2 separate regions of the Ovis aries genome follow, and region 1 is linked to region 2. The links are chromatin contacts, called in public Hi-C maps. All regions are on one chromosome and are shown on one strand. Each heading gives the region's core, a stretch centred on a gene start, on an enhancer-like site or on the middle of the called end of the contact. The rest is flanking DNA. Distances are from core to core; before and after follow the strand shown.

Region 1 (4,688 bases), core at 424-2,923, 140 kb before region 2:
TGAAGCATGCTAAGTGCACACAGGAGCACACAGGGTGGTGTGGGGAGGATCACGGGGACACTGCCAGGCCGAGTGGTCAGGGCGGGACCCCTGAGCAGAGACCTGTGGGGAGAGGACGAGTCGGCCATGCCGAGACCAGGAAGGGCCTCCAAGCGGCAGGGTAAGCGGGGAGCATGGTCACCCAGCATCAGTGCCCACACAGCTGGAGCATGGGGAGCAGGGATGGTGCAGGACGAGCTTGGCGGTGACGGGGGAGGGCGGGTCTCGCAGGCCCCTGCGGGCGGGGGAAGGCCTCTACTGTCCTCAGCAGTGGCTGTGCAGCGGCGCGCTGAGCGCCCAGGAGGGCGGACCCCATCTCACCCTGAGTGACCCCGGCGGTCAGCGACAGCGCCAGGTTCCGGCTGAGGTTGGCCTGGCCTCCGCCTGCCCCAGCCAGGCCCTTCCTCCTCCACACAGCACCGGCCCAGGCCCTCAGGCAGGGCTCCAAACGCTGTGGAACTCAGGGTCTGGCTCTGGAGTATGTTTTTGTGCTCAGTGAGACACACGGGTGCGGCCGACACCCTGGCTCTGTGCTCACCCAAGAGCACTCTGGGTCTCTCGGTCTGAAAGGACCTGAGCCCTGGATGCACGCAGGCACCAGCTCCCACACAAGCCGGGCTCGATTCTGCCACTCGAGCCTCGGGGCGGTCTGCTGCTTTCTCAGCTCTGCGATTCGTACGCTCTCGCTCCCATTTCTTTCTCTAACAAGTTCACAGCCATGCAGCTTGGCGCAGTTAGGGCCGAGACTGGGGAGCCAGGAAGCCTGGGTTCAGTCCCGCCTCTGCCACTAGCCAGCTGTCCCTGGGTAAGTTAGCTAGCTCCAGATGTATCTTAAGAATCAGGTGGGTTTCACTTTATTCATTATTATTATGGTTTTATGACCTTGCTATGCAGGACCTTAGTGCCCTGACCAAGGACAGGACCCAGACCCCCTGCACGGAGTGCATGGACTCAACCACTAGACCACCAGGGAAGGCCTAGCTCCTGAAACGCACAGCGTTCATAATGACAGACCCTGCACCACCTCACAGCAATGGCTGAGATGAAATCAGTTAAGAGATGCGAGAAGGCCATGCAGGTGCCCTGAGACCTCTCCTTGGGGTTAGCTCTGCCCGTCACCAGCATGAGGGCCAAGTAGGTCGGCCTGCCTGGCCCTTCGGAGTATCAGCCCCACTGCCGCACACAGCAGGGGGACCCTGTCCTCGTCCCCCCTCCGAGGACACCGACGAGTCTGCTTCACCTGTCTCTCTCCTCCCTGGCATGCAGGGGCCTGGTCCTGAATAAACGCTGTTTGTTGAAAGAATGAATAAGGAATTAACAAACACGTAGGAGCGTGGGGTGGGTAAATGTACGTCAAAGGTAAGATTGAAAACTTGTAATTACTCAGGACAAACACTGTGAACAGCACTTCTGGCAGAGCTGGGGGATGAAGACAAGGCCTGAGGCACAGCACTGCTGAAAGGCAAGAAACACCGCGGGAACAGGGGCAGACATAACCGAGCCAACAAACAGTAAAGAACCCCAAAGGACTGGCTCCCACATCCAGGAACCACCACCTACTGGCTGTGCTGTGGTCTTGGCAAGGCCACCGTGTCCAGCTGGGCAGGCTGTCCTGCCCAAGGACACCTGACCAAGGCACGGGGTGAGGGCTGGAGTCTCGCCCACGCTCAGTCAGAAGAGGTTTCAGGGCTGTATCAGGCTCCAGGGGCCCTACTCAAGGGGCTTTTAACATGACTCCCCTCAGAGGTGGCAGACAGGTGGCCAGGAGCCCCTGGAAACCTGCCCAAGTGCTCCACACCTCCATCCCCACCTGCAAAGTGGAGCCAAGGAGCGCCGCTGGGCCTCACCAGGCGGGCGGGCGATACTTGTCCATCTCCACGCGCTCTGCGCCCAGGGCCTAGAACAACGCCTGGCACACAGTAGGCAATTAGTACATTTGCTGAACACACGAGTGAATGAACGGGCTAAGGCACCCCCAGACTCTTTCCCTACAGGTGGCCTGTATGTGACTCAGGCCCTGATGGATGCAGGGGGCTCAGACTGAACCCTAGTACACTCGCCCCCCCCGCCCCCCAGTCGGGAAGAAAGGCAGAGAGGGCGAGGCTAATTGGGGGCTGGAATGCTCTTTTTTCAGTCAGCTGGGAAAGGCGATAAGGAGGTGGCCATGGGAATCCGGGGACTGGGAGTGGGGGAGGGACGGCCCATTCACACAGTGCAGGGAGGTTAAGGTCTGGCCCCAGCGGAATGCAGGCTGGGTGTGGGGCTGGGCCTGGGAGCAAAGTTCCTGAATGACTGGCTGGCCGGGTCAGGGCCCCAGTTCCCTCTTGGGAACCTGCACAGCCAAGAGCAGTGTTTCATCAAAACAGGAAAAATCATAGAGGAAAAATGCACAAGTAAGGGCACTGGTATTTACAGGGAACGGCCCTGCCTCAACCCGAGGCCTGAAAGATAAATTGAGGGGCGGGGGGAGACACAGAGGGGGGCTGGATATGCATGGGAGCAGAGCCGTCCCTGATAAGGTCACCCGCTGTCCCCAGGCCTGGGGGAGCCTGGGAAGCGATGAATGGGGCCTGGGCTACATGGCAGGAGCAGGCGCCGATGTGAGCTTCAGAAGTCACAACCTCAGGGAGGTTCTCCTGGCGCCAGGACCTCCTGACCGGGTGCTGCCACCCAAAGTGCTTCGGAAACAGGGACGTGCTCTCCCAGGTGTTACTTACAGGCAGGAAGTACAGACCTTGCCCCAAACCTGGCACGTAGGAGCCTCGGGATCCTGGGCAGATCCCTCACCAGCGCCCAACCCTCTTTGCTTTCTTTGGACAATAGGGCACACCCACCCTGGACCACAGGGCGCTTGGAAGGTCAGCTGAGAGCATGAACTTGGACCTGCTGGGCACACAATAGGTTTTCCCTGGGTTCCTCTGAGCCACCTTGACCACCAGCGTCACCACTGTGACAGGCGGTGATTCGGCAAAGGCTCCTGGGCCCCACCCCAAACTTCCGGGACACACGGTCCTGGCCTCTGACTTTTTTCTGTATCAACACAAGGACTCTGGTCTTGCCAAGTGCAAGTCGTGAGTGGCTCCTCTAGTGTGTGATGAAAGTCACCACCCTCACCTGGACGCTGAAGGAGGCTCTGACGTGAGCTATTCACGAAGACCTGCTTAGAAAGCTTCAAGGGGCAAAGACTTCTCTAGGATAAAGGTCACCCTCCCAGCTGTGCCCTGCGAGGCCCTAGCGGCCTGGCCCGGCTGAGCCCTCCCATCTGGGGTCTTCCGGGCTCTGCCCCGCAGACACCTGCACCCGGACAATGTTCCCTCCCTGCAGGGCCCGCGCCCATGCTGACCCCTCCACCTGGGCCTCCCCGCAGTGATCCCGAAGCATCTTTCAGAAAGCTACTCAAGCATCACTGCTGTGAGGTTTCCCCTGACCTCTAGAAGAGCCCCCGTGTTCTTCCTTTCTCATAGCAGCTGATAAGTACAAATTTTATTGGATGCTTGATTTAGTCGCTGAAAATGGAGACTCCATGACAGGAGGAGCTATATCCCTCCCGTTCACCACTGCTCCCCACCCCCAGCGCCCAGCACAACCACCAGCATAATGTGTACATAACGAGAGAGCGAATGGACGAGTGACTGAACAGCCCAGGGTATGAAAAATGAAATGGGAAGTAAAGCAAAGAGCAGATGGAGAGCCCCGGACTTTATTACCACCACGCTAGGAGCTATAAAGGAAGAAGGAAGGAACAGGAGGTGGGAACTCAGTCATACCTGAGGGCTGCCTGGGGTCCTGGGGGCTGAGGGGACCCCCGGAGGAGGCGGTTGGGCACCAGCTGGCCATGGTGGAGTGTTTGCTGACAATTCATGCACCATTTCACCCTGCCTCACACAGCGCCTGGCGCTGGGCGGTAGTGAGGGTTACTAGCCTATTGTTACAGATGAGGAAACTGAGGCCCACGGGGATGAAGGACCTGCCCGGGATCCCACAGCTGGGAGGGGGTGGAGTCAGGGCTGTGACTACTCACTGCCGCACACAAGGAACAGTCCAGACCCTAGTCCAGTTCTAGACTCAAGGGGGGAAGTCTCTCACGCCTAGCATCCCTGCAAGAAAGTGAAACAAATTTCTTAGTATCTCCCTGAAACTGCTGGACTAGAGATGCGTATGCTTTTTAGCAGATCAGGATGGTAAGAGGGGATGGACTGGGCTCTCCATGCCATCAGCTGAAGAACCTACCCCAGCCAAGTTCAATGCCAAGCGTCTCATCTGCATCAGTCCATTTAATCCTCAGAACAGCCCTTGGAAGCAGGCATTATCCTTAGGACCATTTTACAGATGAGGAAACTGAATTTACGAGTTCCCGTTACTCCTAATCTAAGACGCTTAACGCATTGCAGATACTCTCCTTAGTGTATTTTTCTAGTGAAATTCAACGTACATCAGTGTGTTCCTCAGGCCCACGAGTGGCCTTGGGGCCCCAGTGCTGTGTCCCAAACGCTTTCTGATTCTCCATCTGTGAATTTCCTGCTTGGGGGTTTTCAGGGGCTCCAACCCTTGGCCCTAGTTCCCATGGTGGCCCACAGGTCTGCCATGTGAGGCACTTTTATATGCAGAGCTTCGGTCTCAGGTAAGCCTCCACAGTCTGTTTTCAGTCT
Region 2 (4,823 bases), core at 1,116-3,615:
CAGTCCTGAACGCTGAGAGAGCTGTCGCTCACCAGGGATTTCAATTAACAAGGAGTCTCTGCCGCCACCTACTGGGCGTCTGGGGAAAGGGCTTCACAGACACCCAGTGAGCTCTTCCTATTGTCTGGACTCTTGAATGAAAAGATACCAAGAGCAGCATCAACAGCTGTGATTTCATCAAATGACTGCTCTACGTCAGACATTGTACCAGGCACTTTCAAAACATCATGTCTTAATATCCAACAGTCTTGAAATGAGGCAGCTGTTATGCTGATGTATTTATACAGAAAAAGAAAGAGACTCAGAGAAAGGAAAAATGGTCCGCTAGTGGCGGGCAAGTCTGGACTCTCTCCCAGGTTCTCCGGCTCTACAGTGGGGCTGAGCAGTGTCCTGGAGAAAGGCAGAGAGGCCATGGGAGGGCGGGCAGGCAAGGCAGCAGAACAGGGTGGAGGGCGTTAGAAGGTTCACCCCTGGTTTCTCCTGCTGTCCCAAGACCTTGCTCTGAGCCCTCCTCGGACATCCTTGGACACTGAGCCCTGAGCCCTCTGAGCCCTCCTCGGACATCCTCCCAGTGCTCCTGGGCGGGCACTCTTTCACTCCCACCACGCAGGGGTGGCGAGCCTGAGCCCCTGTGCTCCAGGGAGCGTGGGGCAGGGGTGAGCCTGCTGCTCAGGGAGACATGGGTGGTCACCCTGGAGAAGGGAGGGCAGACCTGCACACAGGTTTGGATGGTCTGGGCCACCTCCTCACATTCTGGGGGCCTGCAGGTCAGGCTGTCTGAGTGGGTGGGAGACCCTCTGTGGGGCAGATTGCTCGGTGTGCTCTGAGATGATGGCCGTGCCATGGTCAAAGGGGCGTGTTGCTGATGTCGGGGATATACGGTGCTCTTTTTCTGGCTCTGCCACTTCCTAACTGTGAGCTCAGGCAGCTTCCCTCGCCTCTCTGAGCCTCACTTTGCTGTTGTTTTTGTTTAGTCACTAAGTCATGTCTGACTCTTTGCAACCCCAGGGACTATATGTAGCCCCACCAGGCTCCTCTGTCCATGGGACTTCCCCAGCAAGAATACTGCAGTGGGTTGACATTGCCTTTCCAGGGGATCTTCCTGACCCGGGATTGAACCCACATTTGCACTGTGGGCAGGAGACCCCAGTTCAGTTCCTGGTTTGGGAACTGGATAGGGATAGGCTACCCACTCCAGTATTCTTGAGCTTCCCTGGTGGCTCAGATGGTCTCCCACAGTGCAGGAGACCTGGGTTTGATCCCTAGTTTGGGAAGATCTCCTGGAGGAACGCATGGCAACCCACTCCAGTATTCTTGTCTGGAGAATCCCCATGGACAGAGGAGCCTGGTCATCTACAGTCCATGGAATCGTAAAGACTCGCACACAACTGGACGACTAAGTACAATTCAGCTCCTGCGTTGCCAGGCAGGTTCTTTACCACTGAGCTACCAGGGAAGCCTCAGATTACCCTTCTGTAAAATGGAAGCAATCCCAGTCTCTATCTCTTAGGATTAAATTTGGAATCAATTGAAAACACATAAATCTCTGAGGGTGTGACAAGTGCTTGATAGATGATATTATGAAGGACCCCCACAGATGGACATGTGTCAGCCACGCCTCACTGCCTCTGCACGGCTGAGAAGAGGTATATTATGCCTCTGCAGAGCTGGGGAAACTGAGTCACTGGGCCAGGAGGTGCCTGGGTCAGGCTTCAGCCTGCGTCACAGGCCTGATGCTGGGAAAACCACTTGCAGCCACCTCCAGAAATGCTTTGGCCACAGTCTGCTGGCTTCAGGGCCTCCTTTCTTACCCCCACCATCAGCCAGCTCAGGCTGTTGACTCTCTTAAGTCATGTCCAACTCTTCGCGACCCCATGGACTGCAACATGCCAGTCTTCCCTGACCTTCACCATCTCCCGGAGTTTGCTCAAACTCATGCCCAGTGAGTCCATGATGCCATCCAACCATCTCATCCTGTCACCCCCTTCTCCTCCTGCCCTCAATCTTTCCCAGCATCAAGGTCCTTTCCAATCAGTTGGTTCTTCTCATCAGGTGGCCAAAGTACTGGAGCTTCAACTTTAGCATCAGTCCTTCCAGGTCAGGCTGGGTCCCCTAATATGCGTCTGAGGAGTGAAGCAGGCTTTGGAATGGACACTCATAGATCCTTATAGCTAGGGAAGCTGAGCCTGGGAGGGGGAGGTGATTTCCTTGGACCACGTAGCCGTGTGGGGGTAGGACCCTGACTTCACTATAGGGGCATCCATCAGAAAAAAACCCTGCTCTTGTGGTTGGACTCCCTCTGGGCTGGCTCACATCTCCAGTGCAGCCATGGGATCAAAGGCGAAGCTGCAGGAAGCCCTTCCCATCCCGACTTCCCTAGAACTAGGACACGCTTTGACGTCAGCACATCCACATTCCTGCCCTCCAGCCCCAGGGTGGGGGCACTGATTTCCTCCCACCAGCCTTGGCATCACAAACAGGAAGCTGGGTCATGTGGGTGGATAGGGCCAGGGCACAGGGAGGAGAGGGGCGGGAGTCCAATCTAGGCATCAGCTCCCAGCCTGGCACCCAAGGAGGGCCAGGGAGTCCTGTTACACTGTGTCCTCCGGGCCACACTGTTCCTCAGGCACTCTCAAGGGCCTTCAGTGACTCCGTCCTTTTTGGTCTTCACAAACTCCTGCATTCACTGATTACGACTCTTTCGTTGTTGTTCAGATGCTGTTGTGTTTGACTCATGGCAACCCCATGGACTGCAGCACCCCAGCCTTCCCTGTCCTTCACCATCTCCCAGAGTTTGCTCCAATTCATGTCCATTGAGTTGGTGATACCATACAACTATCCCATCCTCTGTCTTCCCCTTCTCTTCCCACTTTCAGTCTTTCCCAGCATCAGGGTCTTTTCCAGCGAGTCAGGTCTTTGCATCAGATGGCCAAAGTGTTTGAGCTTCAGTTTCAGCATCAATCTTTCCAGTGAATACTCAGGGTTGACTTCCTTTAGGTTGGATCTGGTTGCATCTTGAAGTCCAAGGGCCCAGTGAAGCCACTGACATGAGTGAGGGAGGGCTGTGGAGAACACCTTTCAGTTTTACCTCCATCAGTCAAGTGGCCTTTCTGAACGAAAATATAAAAAGTCTTCTCTAGCACCACAATTTATTTATTTATTTATTTTTATTTTTATTTTTTAGTTTTTATTTTTAAATTTTAAAATCTTTAATTCTTACATGCATTCCCAAACATGAACCCCCTCCCACCTCCCTCCCCATAACATCTTTCTGGGTCATCCCCATGCACCAGCCCCAAGCATGCTGCATCCTGCGTCAGACATAGACTGGCGATTCAATTCACATGATAGTATACATGTTAGAATGTCATTCTCCCAAATCATCCCACCCTCTCCCTCTCCCTCTGAGTCCAAAAGTCCGTTATACACATCTGTGTCTCTTTCCCTGTCTTGCATACAGGGTCGTCATTGCCATCTTCCTAAATTCCATATATATGTGTTAGTATACTGTATTGGTGTTTTTCTTTCTGGCTTACTTCACTCTGTATAATCGGCTCCAGTTTCATCCATCTCATCAGAACTGATTCAAATGAATTCTTTTAACGGCTGAGTAATATTCCATTGTGTATATGTACCACAGCTTTCTTATCCATTCATCTGCTGATGGACATCTAGGTTGTTTCCATGTCCTGGCTATTATAAACAGTGCTGCGATGAACATTGGGGTACATGTGTCTCTTTCAATTCTGGTTTCCTCGGTGTATGCCCAGAAGTGGGATTGCTGGGTCATAAGGTAGTTCTATTTGCAATTTTTAAGGAATCTCACACTGTTCTCCATAGTGGCTGTACTAGTTTGCATTCCCACCAACAGTGTAGGAGGGTTCCCTTTTCTCCACACCCTCTCCAGCATTTATTGCTTGCAGATTTTTGGATCGCAGCCATTCTGACTGGTGTGAAGTGGTACCTCATTGTGGTTTTGATTTGCATTTCTCTAATAATGAGTGATGTTGAGCATCTTTTCATGTGTTTGTTAGCCATCCGTATGTCTTCTTTGGAGAAATGTCTATTTAGTTCTTTGGCCCATTTTTGATTGGGTCGTTTATTTTCTGGAGTTGAGCTGCATAAGTTGCTTGTATATTTTTGAGATTAGTTGTTTGTCAGTTGCTTCATTTGCTATTATTTTCTCCCATTCAGAAGGCTGTCTTTTCACCTTGCTTATATTTTCCTTTGTTGTAGCACCACAATTTAAAAGCATAAATTTTCCAGCACGGAGCCTTCCTTATGGTCCAACCCTCACATCCATACGTGACTACTGGAAAAACCATAGCTTCGACTAGACGGACCTTTGTTGGTAAAGTGTTGTCTCTGGTTTTTAATATGCTGTCTAGGATGGTCATAGTTTCTCTTCCAAGGAGCCAGTGTCTTTTAATTTTGTGGCTGCAGTGATTTTGGAATCCAAGAAAAGAAAATCTGTCATTGTTTCCACTTTTCCACCATCTATTTGCCATGAAGTGATGGTGTCAGATGCCATGATCTTCGTTTTTTGAATGTCGAGTTTTAAACAGCTTTTCCACTCTGTTCTTTCACCTTCATCAAGAGGCTCTTTAGTTTTTCTTCGCTTTCTGCCATTAGGGTGGTATCATCTGCATATCTGAGGTTGTTGATATTTCTCCCAACAATCTTGATTCCAGCTTTTGCTTCATCCAACCCGGCGTCTCACATGATGTACTCTGCTTAAAATGACGGTTTTTACTGACGAACAGTAATGGCTGCCCTGGATTCAGCACTTACTCTGGCCTCGTGCTTTATGTCTCTCACTTAAT

What was found. Hi-C and Micro-C count contacts between places; a contact is called where the count stands out from the background.
Region 1: a Hi-C map of muscle shows a contact between it and region 2, with 2.1 times the contacts expected there. The contact joins two enhancer-like sites. A contact is called at or near these places in 2 of 16 Hi-C or Micro-C datasets (muscle and tail adipose tissue).

Annotation. Positions count from the first base shown.
Region 1 is chr16:4,788,681-4,793,368 of ARS-UI_Ramb_v3.0, reverse strand. All of the region lies in intron 1 of ERGIC1 (endoplasmic reticulum-golgi intermediate compartment 1), which reads right to left. Among named protein-coding and RNA genes, the nearest start is that of ERGIC1, 26 kb to the right of the region's middle. Within about 2 kb of position 1,673, at least 34 of the 54 cell types and tissues checked have an H3K27ac peak or open chromatin away from gene starts, as enhancers often do. A contact at or near this core is called in muscle and tail adipose tissue, where this site is marked.
Region 2 is chr16:4,654,088-4,658,910 of ARS-UI_Ramb_v3.0, reverse strand. No RefSeq gene overlaps it. Among named protein-coding and RNA genes, the nearest start is that of TRNAC-GCA, 47 kb to the left of the region's middle. Within about 2 kb of position 2,365, at least 7 of the 54 cell types and tissues checked have an H3K27ac peak or open chromatin away from gene starts, as enhancers often do. A contact at or near this core is called in muscle and tail adipose tissue, where this site is marked.